Linked DNA regions of Mus musculus: regions 2 and 3 are each linked to region 1. The links are chromatin contacts, called in public HiChIP or PLAC-seq and Micro-C maps. All regions are on one chromosome and are shown on one strand. Each heading gives the region's core, a stretch centred on a gene start, on an enhancer-like site or on the middle of the called end of the contact. The rest is flanking DNA. Distances are from core to core; before and after follow the strand shown.

Region 1 (3,242 bases), core at 619-3,118:
AGAGCCTGCGCCATGCCCTTAGCCCCTGTGCTACAATCAGGAAGGTGGACGTACAATTTTCATGTGGGGTATATTGCCATGGGACCACAGATGACAAGGTGGAAGCCACTGCAAAATGTTGCAGCCTGCCTTTGAAGAAGGTGCTGCTCCACCCAGTTGGCACGTGTTCGGAAGAAAGGGCATCAGCTAGTGCAGGCCTGAGGTCATGGCTGAGGTGGGTGAAAGAAAGCCTTCTATGGTCATTGAATGCCTTTGAGGCCGCTGCCTCCCTGGATTCAGCTTGGCTCTTTCTAAATGACATTTTCTGTTTTATGGTTGAGACAGAACACTTTTCTCAGAATGTGTGTGAAATACATTTCCCCACAGTCAGATAAGTGCCATGTGTGAAGAGCCTCCTGGGCTGTTCTCAGTGCCTGTATACTTCGTTGATTAAATAATTAGCTCCATTTTTAATTTTTGAGTGAAAAATCGTATAGCCATGAAGGTTAGCTGTGCCCCCAGCTGAAAGAGTGTTATTACAGGCTTAGCAGCCTGTTGGAGTTTTAGGTGTGGTGAGTTGACTTCCAGTATGGATAGCATTGTGTATTTTTGAATAGTGCTTCTCAAATGGTGAGATGGCCTGTATGTTCTGTGCTATGAATATCTAGGGTCAGAGGTATTCCCAGCACCAATTGTTGAATCAGCTTGTCTACTTGACAGTTCATTTCATAATGGGGGAGGAGAACTAAATGGGCGCACTGTGAGTGAGCATAGTGGGCTGCTCCTGCAAGTCCCACCCTTCCCAGGGGCAGCAGGGGAGAGGAAGTGGGTGCGTCTGTTCCTCTCATCCTCTCCCCCAGTCTCTGCTCCATCTCTGTTACACTACTGCAGAAATGGAATTTCCGTTTTTCATTTTATTAAATGGCTTTTATTTAATGGATATATTAAAGCCTAGTGTTTTCCTTGTTCATACAGTTCTCAATATAGAAATATTTCAAGATTATTTTTGAATACTTTAATGCATCTTCCCCCCAGCTACCCAGCTAGCTACCAGAACAATGAATCATTTGCCTTTTAATTTTTCTCTTGTAGGAAATTCGCCGCCTTCACCAGTACGTGAAATTTGCTGTCCAGGATGTGAATGACGTCCTAGACTTAGAGTGGGATCGGCATCTGGAGCAGAAGAAGAGACAGAGGTGAGGGCGAGGACATGTTATCCCCTCCGCTTTTTGTAGGAGCACAAGTAAAAATCTCACAGGCACCTTTCCTCCTGCTTAGCCATTTCACCTTTACATGTATCATTTACAAAACCCTGAGTGATGGCCGTTGTAATTTATATAAATGAGTTTGCATCACATCTTATGCATGGAATTTTAAAATGATAACTTGAATTTTAACTGGGCGTGGTGGTGCACGCCTTTAATGCGAGCACTTGGGAAGCAGAGGCAGGTGAATGAATCTTTGAGTTCAAGGCCAGCCTGGGCTATACAGAGAAACCGTGTCTCGAAAACAAACAAAAAAAAGAATATGCATTTTGTAAGGGTTGAGAGTAGCTCGGGGATAAGGCAGTTGACTTCTGTGTGTCTATACCACATGTTCAATGTCTAGCATTTCAATTGTCAAAGCCCAAACATCAAGAAGGTATACGTTACCCTTTGTTGCCACCGATAACATGTTCTTGAGGAATTACATTGAATGATTTTTATCTTGTATCAAACGTATAAAATAATTGAAAAGCATTTCAGATGTTTTCAGTGGGAAGGTACAAGTGTTGGAGAGAGGAAGCAGATCTGTGGGGAGATTCACAGAAGCACCTCACAGCTCCACCCTGCTGCCAGGTGGGACTTGTGTAGTGGTAACATGGCTAGTGTGACAGTCCCACTGTCTCCAAGACACACTGCCAACTGTGCAGGCTTCAGTTATCCTGTAAGCCTGCTGCATTGCTGAGCTGCGCGCCCATATCAAACATGCCTAGGCCAGCGAGTTCCCAGTTAGTCATAACCTGGCTGCAGTGTCTAAGTCCATTATGTGAAAGAACTCAGTGGGGAAACCCCCACTCAGCTCCCGATTCGGCGTGCACCCAAGAATCACGAATAGAACACAACACCTTGATGTAACAACAAGAGGTTTTTAATGGCGGAGCTCCGGGTCGAAACGTATCTCACATAACAGGAGACAGTGGATTCGACCACGAGGCTTGGAAGCTAGGGGTTTTTATAGAAAAGGAGTGGGGCTGGGGGAGGAATTGGCGCGGTTTCACATGATTGGTCCATTTAAACATCAGCTGTAACATTTAACTTAGGTCAGAGGGGTAGGAGATAGGGAGGCGATGGGCCTGCCCGGGCATGTCCTGGTCTGTTCTGCTATGTTCTCAGCCCCAGGTTTCAAAGCTCACAAACAACTCTTTGGGCTATTTGACATACATTACATGAATTACAGTTTTATTTCCTTTCATATGCATATCTTGTACATAACTGTGCTACAGGATAATTTATGTGTTATGTGTCTGTGGTGTACATTGCAATATTTTGTGAAATGTAAGATTATTTCAATATTATTATGTGAAATGAAATATGGATGATGGAACCAACCACCCAAGTGTCATGCCAAGGAAAACATCAAATAAACCTAGAACAATGGAAAAAAAAGAGAATTCCCCATGGGATTGGATAGGATGGCTCAATGGTTAACAGTCCTGGCTGATCTTCCAGAGGACCTGAGTTCAATTCCCATCACCCACATTGGGTACTGCACAGCTGCCTGTAACTCCAGCTTCAAGGAATCTGACCATCTTCTTTGCACAAGCTCTGTATGTTCATAGTGCTCATACTCTGACACACACTAAGTAAACACACCTTAGAAAACAGAGAGCAGTCCTCTTGTACATTTGTTAGTTTTCCAAGTTGTCCTTTTGAGAAAATATTTTTCTTCCCACCCCCACTTTTTTTTTTTTTTGGTTTGTTTGTTTGATTAGCATTTTGAGAAATGCTCTCACCGTTTATTGTCCCGAAGGCCTTGGGTGCTTGGCATTCCTCCTGCCTCAGTCTCCCAAGGGCTGGGAATGTAAGCATGAGCATGAGGGAAAATTAATTAAGGTGGCTGTTTAAAGTGATGCTGAAGACGGGCGAGCTTGCAGCTGCCTGTCATGGTCTGGTTTGTGCTTGTGCTTTGTAGAAGGAATAGAATGCTGTGTGCTGAGAACGAGGAAGTACTCCAGAAAAGCATGAGTGTGTTAACCCTCATACACGTTGCTTTGCCTAGAA
Region 2 (3,324 bases), core at 475-2,974, 390 kb before region 1:
AAATTGGGAAAATTAGTTACTAAACATTGCTGGTAATTTTTACGTCATGATTTCTTTGTAAATGTGTGAGCTCCGGGGCTCTTGGAGCGAAACCTGCAAGCTCGGGTGCCCAAGCTCTCCTCGGAGCCTGGCATTTCATCACACGATGGCTTTGTCTTGTGTCTTTTTAGTTACAGTTTGGGGTGGGTTTGTTGTTGTTGTTGTTGTTGTTGTTGTTGGGTTTTTGGTTTTGGTTTTTGTTTTCCCTTTTTTTTTTTTTTTTTTCTGTTACAACAGAAAAAATGGCTTGGAAGTCTTAGGTGGTAATGTAACAAATTCTTTAAAAATTTTTGAAGCAGTATTTAAATATTCGTAAATGTAAATTCATTGTGTTTCACCTCTAATTTCTTGTATCTTGGCTGTCTGGTTTTATTGCATTTTTTAAAAAAAACTGAACTATTATGTATTGTAATTAATGATGTGAATTTTGAACTGAGACGGGTCCTTGTGTTGCGGGAGGGTCATTTGTGGGTTATGTCATTTCTAGCGTTTTGATGGTGATGCAGAGACGCGGTCTGCCTTCGTGTAAGCTGCTCGTCTCCATTATCCAGGGCAGTTGTGTGTCTAAGACCTCCAAGCTGGTTTTAAAAACAAAAAGCCTTTCTCTATTCTCAGAAATATAAATACTGTTATTTTTAATATTAAAAAGAAATTCAATATAACTTTTAACAAACACTGTGGACATTAAACCATATAAAAAAATGTAGTAACTATTTTTTAATTCCAGGGTGTTTTTGCTTTTTTTCCTTAAATATTTTCTTAATATTTGTCAAATTAACTAGATAAATAAATAAATCTAGTATTAACAACAGTATGAGTTAAATAATTTTGATTTAATAAAAGGGATACTATGATTTCCAATGTTTACTGTAGTGTATCTGTACAGATAACATGTATTTTTAAAGGAAACACGGAGTTGAAGCTATTTTTTCCTGCATTTTGGATTGACCTGAGGAACATTCCGTTTGAAACGTGCTCGTTACGGTTTGCCGTTCTTGTTTTCCTTATGATGCTTGAAATGTCTAACTATTAAAAAGGCATTGGAAATGTTATGCATGTTGTTTTTTAAAGATGTTCTTTTTATTTGACTGACAATTCATTTTACACTCTATATAATAAAATTTCCACAAGATGTCTTGTGGGCAAAGTGTTCTTAGTCTGTTTTGTTTGCTGGCCCCTGTCTCTTGCCCTGCCTAGCTGATAATGGCTCTGCATCAGCCCAACTCTTTGATATACACAGCCTCTGGGGACTTCTGAAGTAAAGTTCGTTTTATGTGGCAGCTTTACACTTGACCCTTTGACTTAAGGCCACACTAAGGACCGGCCTTCACAGTGACAGCATCTGAGCGAGAACAGTCCTGCTTGGTCCTGAGAAAGGTGTGGTCCCTGAGGAAGCCAATGGGTCAGCACCCCACTGAGCTGAGACCCTCCCCACCCCCCACTCTGAGGTGGCATGTTCTCACCTAAAAGCACACCAGCCCTGCCCTGTGTGTGCGCGCGCCTAGGCGGTCTCCCTGCCTGTGGCACCCTCAAGGCCCACTCACCCATGCCAAGAGTCATAAATGGCGCAGGCTTGCGGGAGGATGCATTTTCTTAAATGTATCGGTAAGTACAGATTAGCGTTTGTCCCCAGTGAAATCTTCCCAGCAGGCCCAGGTAGGACTCTGAGACTGCAGCAGATGCATCCCTTTTGTTCTGAGAAAACAAGAATACAACCCCACCTACCGCAGGCCTACCACAGGGCCCAGAGGGGGAAAGGCAGCCTTGCTGGCTGTTTTCTATCTCTGTTTGAAAGCAACTGGTTTGAAATTTAGTTTCTTACCAGGGCATCTGCCTGGCTCAGCCTTCACCCTGTACTTACATACTATGGAATTGTCCCAGTGTAGTCAGTCACCAGTCCTTGCTCAGAACCCTCTTCCTGGTGTGTGTTTGTATATATCGAAAGAGAAATAGTAGACCCATTAGAGTGTGTGTGTGTGTGTGTGTGTGTGTGTGTGTGAACATACAACAGGCCCATTACGATAACGTGCATGTGTTTGTGTGCCTTGTCTCCACCACACACTTGAGAATGAGAGACACATCTGTGGATCCTTTAGCCCAAAATGGTATGGAGAATGTCCCATCTGGGCCACACTGAGGCCTGTTGAGAGCCGGAAGACAAAAAGGAGATGTGGCATCTTTAACTACACCTCTAGAGAATCGAGTTTGACATTGAGAAATTGAATAGTGAAAGCCACTGGGGAGGGGGAGGGCCAGCCACAAGGGCAGCAGCGCTGATGGCAGTAATGCAAGTTGGAGAGGGCATTACAGGGAAGACTTCCTTCTAATTCATCTTCCATGCTCAGTGCCAAAACAGCATTTGGCATGGCTCACAGGGAGCAATTGTGTGATAATGAACCCTAAGGTGTCCCTTAATTGAAGACTGAGCATTGCGGTTTGTGCCAAGAGTCATAAATGGCGCAGGCTTGCGGGAGGATGCATTTTCTTAAATGTATCGGTAAGTACAGATTAGCGTTTGTCCCCAGTGAAATGCCGTACTATAAATTATGGAAATCTCTCTTTCCCTCTGATGCAATCTTCTGTTGGGGGGTGGGGTGTGCAGAGCAGCAGGCCGCAGGGGGGAAAGTTTGCAAGCATATGAAATTTGGCCTCTCATTAACATGGCGCCCGCCCTCTGAAGATGGTTTCCATCAGCAGTCTGTCGTCCTGGAAGGCTAAAGTGCTTGAAATGTACCAGGTTCAGCGGTTGTGTTCCATTAAGAAAGCTGCATGGTCATCATGGAGGGCAGTATGTGTTTGGCGAGGTAGGAGTGGGTGGTGCCTGGTCTGTCTTCAGAGGGCTCCCCCAACACCCACCTTGCCACACCCATGCTGGCTCTGCCCACAATCAGGATTCAGCAGGACTTCCGCTGAACTGAAGCAGCCCCATCCAAATTGGAACTGGAGTGAGGAATTCTCCATCCTCCAAGACATGCACCTCCATAACCGCCCCTGGCCTGTCAAGTAGGAGGCAGTCTTATGCCTCAGTGGGACCATCTTAGATGGTGATCACCCATGTATCTGTCCTATGGCCCCACAGGCATACAGATGGTGTGCTGAAGTGCCCGGACCAAGGGGCACTGGACATGCGGGAGCCCGGCTCCAGCTGGCTCCCGGACTGCTGTTTCCCAGGCCCACTTCCAGCCCTCCAGGGCCCAGCTGGGGTTTAGGTTGAGCTAATGCAATGCAACTGCTCCTGAAGGACTCAGATTAATGGCCAGAAAGTGGTCTGACAATCCCACAGGG
Region 3 (3,083 bases), core at 153-2,652, 480 kb after region 1:
CGAGACAGTGTTTCTCTGTAGCCCTGGCCGTCCTGGAACTCACTCTGTAGACCAGGCTGGCTTCAAACTCAGAAATCTGCCTGCCTCTGCCTCCCAAGTGCTGGGATCAAAGGCATGTGCCACCACACCCGGCTCCACCCGCTTATTAATTATTGTTTTAAATGTCTGATTGTAGCTAACAAGCTGAAAAGTGACTCCTTGGAAGCCTTTTGAATTGCCCAGGACCTTGTATAGAAGCTGGGGTCATTAGAAAGGCCTGGTGGGGCCTAGTTATCTGTATTTATTTAATTTATTTTTCTAGTTTTGTTGAAGTATCACTGACATACAATAAAGTCCATATGTGTAGTAATTTGATGATGGAGTGTACACCTGGTGATGGGAATGATCGATCATGCAAACCTCCATGACCCCCAAGTTCTTGGTGCTCTTCTGTAGCCTTGCCCACTCCCAGCAATCCCCCATCCTTATCCCTAAGCAACTCCTCTCACATCCAAGTGTGTGGACCAGAGATGAGATCCCATGTAAAGCCAGACAAGGTGGTTCTCAGCATCCGGAATTCCAGCATCCCATAGGTGAGAAAGTCACAGAAGCCAGAGAATCCCAGGGGCCACATAGCCTGTCACATGCCACAGTGAACACACAGTCTCAAATAGGCCAGCAGGTGAGAAATGCCCTCCTACAGCTGTGATCTGACCTCCACAAGCCTTGACACACCGATGCCCACACCTCTGCATGTGTACACAAACACAAAGGATTTTTAATTTTTTTTTTAAACAAAATTAACCAGGCATGGTAATGCATTCCTGTAGTTCTAGCACTCCTAAGACAGGGGCAGGCAGATCACAGCAAGAACAAGGCTATCCTGGTTTACATAGTGATTTCTGAGATCTACCGCCAGCCAGATATACACAGGGAGAATTAGAAATAAATAAATGTACTGGCCACCGTGGTCCACATCTTTACTCTCAGAAGTCCATAGGCAGATGCAGGACAAGTTCTGTGAGTTCGAAACCAGCCTGGTCTATGTAGTGAAAGCTTGCCAATAAACAAACAAACAAACAAATAGATGAATGAATGAACGAGCGAACGAATGAATGAATGAATGCAAGTTCTTTTGACTCAGCAGCTTCATTCTAGAATAAGCAAGCCAGAGCAGTGAACTGTCTGCCCTAAGATCTTTGGTCTTGGGGTTGGGCTGAGGGGAGGGGCTGCAGGCCTGCTTGGCTGGCTGGCCATGGATTCGAGAACCATCCCCTGGACTCTGTGTCCCCGAGCCCTTTGGTCTCTGAGCACAAGCTCTGGTGGAAAATGCAACAGGACTGAAGAGTCACAGTCCTAGATTTCACCCTGTGCTCAGCAGGGTGGACAGAGCTTAGGGTAGGGCAGGTGTCACCCGATGCCTCCGGAGGAGTCCAGGTCCACTTGGAGCCTGCATGGGGTAGGAGAGACCTAGGTGGCTGAAACCAGCCACCACCAGTACAGACCAAGAACCTGGCCCCAGCTGACACCGCTTCCTGGAACGCAGGGAGCAGCCCTTTGTTCTCCAAACACCAAATGGTTTCTCTGGGCCTCAGAACTGGAGCAGGGGCCTGGCCTGGCCTGGCTGCCGGAGCTGAGTGTGGGTGTGGAGCCTGGGACCCTGGAGACCTCATCTCTGAAATAGACCCTGACCCCCTGTACCGCTTAGGGGAAGCTCCTTCCCCCTTCTTAGGTCCCCACTTCCTGAGGTGATCAGATTTGAAAGTAGATTGGTTCACTCTGCTTCTCAGCCAGAGGGGCCGAGAGCTCAGAGGTAGGAGCCAAGCAGACCTGAATCCCATGTCTACCAGACTACTTTCTGTGCCTTGAAGTCTTATTGGTGGATTGAGTGAAACAAGGCTTCACTGTGTAGCCCAGACTAGCCTGGAGCTCCTGATCTTCTTGCCTTGATCTTCTGAGTGCTAGGATTACAGGAGCATGAACTAATTGATTTATTTTCTGTATGGGAGTACACTGTAGCTGGACAGACAGTTGTGACAGACAGATGGTTGTGAGACATCATGTAGTTGCTCTGTCTCCACTCACTCCTGCCCAAAGATTTATTTATTATTATATGTGAGTACACTGTAGCTGTCTTCAGACACACCAGAAGAGGGTTTCAGATGGCTCATTACGGATGGTTGTGAGTCATCATGTGGCTGCTGGGATTTGAACTCATGACCTATGGAAGATTAGTCGGCGCTCTTAACCGCTGAGCCCTCTCTCCAGCCCCTGAGCTAATTCTTATATTGCAATGTTTTTCTCAGTCTGAAACTCAGCAGTGCCCCTCCTTCACTGTATTTTGGAGGCTGATTCCAACAGATCAACCCCATTCTAGCATCCATCTCTAGCTCCTGTCTTCTCATCCATCCCATGCCAGCCACACTGGCCGCTTGTCACGGCATGAAGCCCTAACTTTCTACCTCCAGCCGCAGGATGCTTTCTTTTCTGGCCTCTGCCTCTCACATTGTCTCTCTCCCCAGTTGGCTCCTCACAGCTCCTGTGTTATCAAAGTAGTTGTCTGGGTAAGTACTAGCACCGGAGACTTATCTGTAGGAGAAAGTGTGGGCCTGACCTGGCAGCCAGCCTGCCCGGCACATGGCACTTCTAAATAAGAAGCACGGTGTACCATGCTCATGAGTATGCCCAGAAGTCAGAACAGAGGATTCTGAAGTAGCCTGACAGTTGGGAGCTGGCCTGCTGAGGCTGCCCTCTCCACATCTCTTTTTATGTGCTTCTCTCGCACCGAGATCCTGGTGGTATGGGCGCTCACTGTCCAGTCTGAGGTAATGTGCTAACCAGTCACAGACGATAGCTTCCGCGATATGAGTGCTTGCTGGTGTGTAATACAGCAGATGCTGTTCCCTGAAGCCCTGTCCAGAGTGATTTACTGACATCTCTGCATCCTTTACTGACCAGTAGGCATTGCAGTCTTATCTAGGGACACCCCGGTGATGACAGCATGTCACCCACCTACCCAACCATGTGTTGATGGGATTTAGAACTGGGACTCTGGTGAAATGACCCCGGCTAGATGAGCTAAGTACTGGGCTCTCGCTGCAGTA

The links. Hi-C and Micro-C count contacts between places; a contact is called where the count stands out from the background. HiChIP or PLAC-seq counts read pairs in DNA pulled down with a chosen protein or histone mark.
Region 2: a Micro-C map of embryonic stem cells shows a contact between it and region 1, with 2.8 times the contacts expected there. The contact joins two enhancer-like sites. A contact is called at or near these places in 4 of 39 promoter capture datasets (hippocampal neurons, liver and pre-B cells), 4 of 484 Hi-C or Micro-C datasets (all in embryonic stem cells) and 1 of 9 other capture datasets (embryonic stem cells).
Region 3: a contact with region 1 is called in an H3K27ac HiChIP or PLAC-seq map of embryonic stem cells, with 4 times the contacts expected there. The contact joins two enhancer-like sites.

The regions. Positions count from the first base shown.
Region 1 is chr2:32,005,618-32,008,859 of GRCm38.p6, forward strand. Nup214 (nucleoporin 214) reads left to right here. Exons shown (of 36, transcript NM_172268.2): 18 at 1,072-1,175. Among named protein-coding and RNA genes, the nearest start is that of Gm13609, 10 kb to the right of the region's middle. Within about 2 kb of position 1,869, at least 18 of the 459 cell types and tissues checked have an H3K27ac peak or open chromatin away from gene starts, as enhancers often do. A contact at or near this core is called in embryonic stem cells, where this site is marked.
Region 2 is chr2:31,616,332-31,619,655 of GRCm38.p6, forward strand. It overlaps Fubp3 (far upstream element (FUSE) binding protein 3), which reads left to right. Exons shown (of 18, transcript NM_001033389.4): 18 at 1-1,195. Among named protein-coding and RNA genes, the nearest start is that of Mir6998, 5.6 kb to the left of the region's middle. Within about 2 kb of position 1,725, at least 11 of the 459 cell types and tissues checked have an H3K27ac peak or open chromatin away from gene starts, as enhancers often do. A contact at or near this core is called in embryonic stem cells, where this site is marked.
Region 3 is chr2:32,483,764-32,486,846 of GRCm38.p6, forward strand. No RefSeq gene overlaps it. Among named protein-coding and RNA genes, the nearest start is that of Slc25a25, 34 kb to the left of the region's middle. Within about 2 kb of position 1,403, at least 24 of the 459 cell types and tissues checked have an H3K27ac peak or open chromatin away from gene starts, as enhancers often do. A contact at or near this core is called in embryonic stem cells, where this site is marked.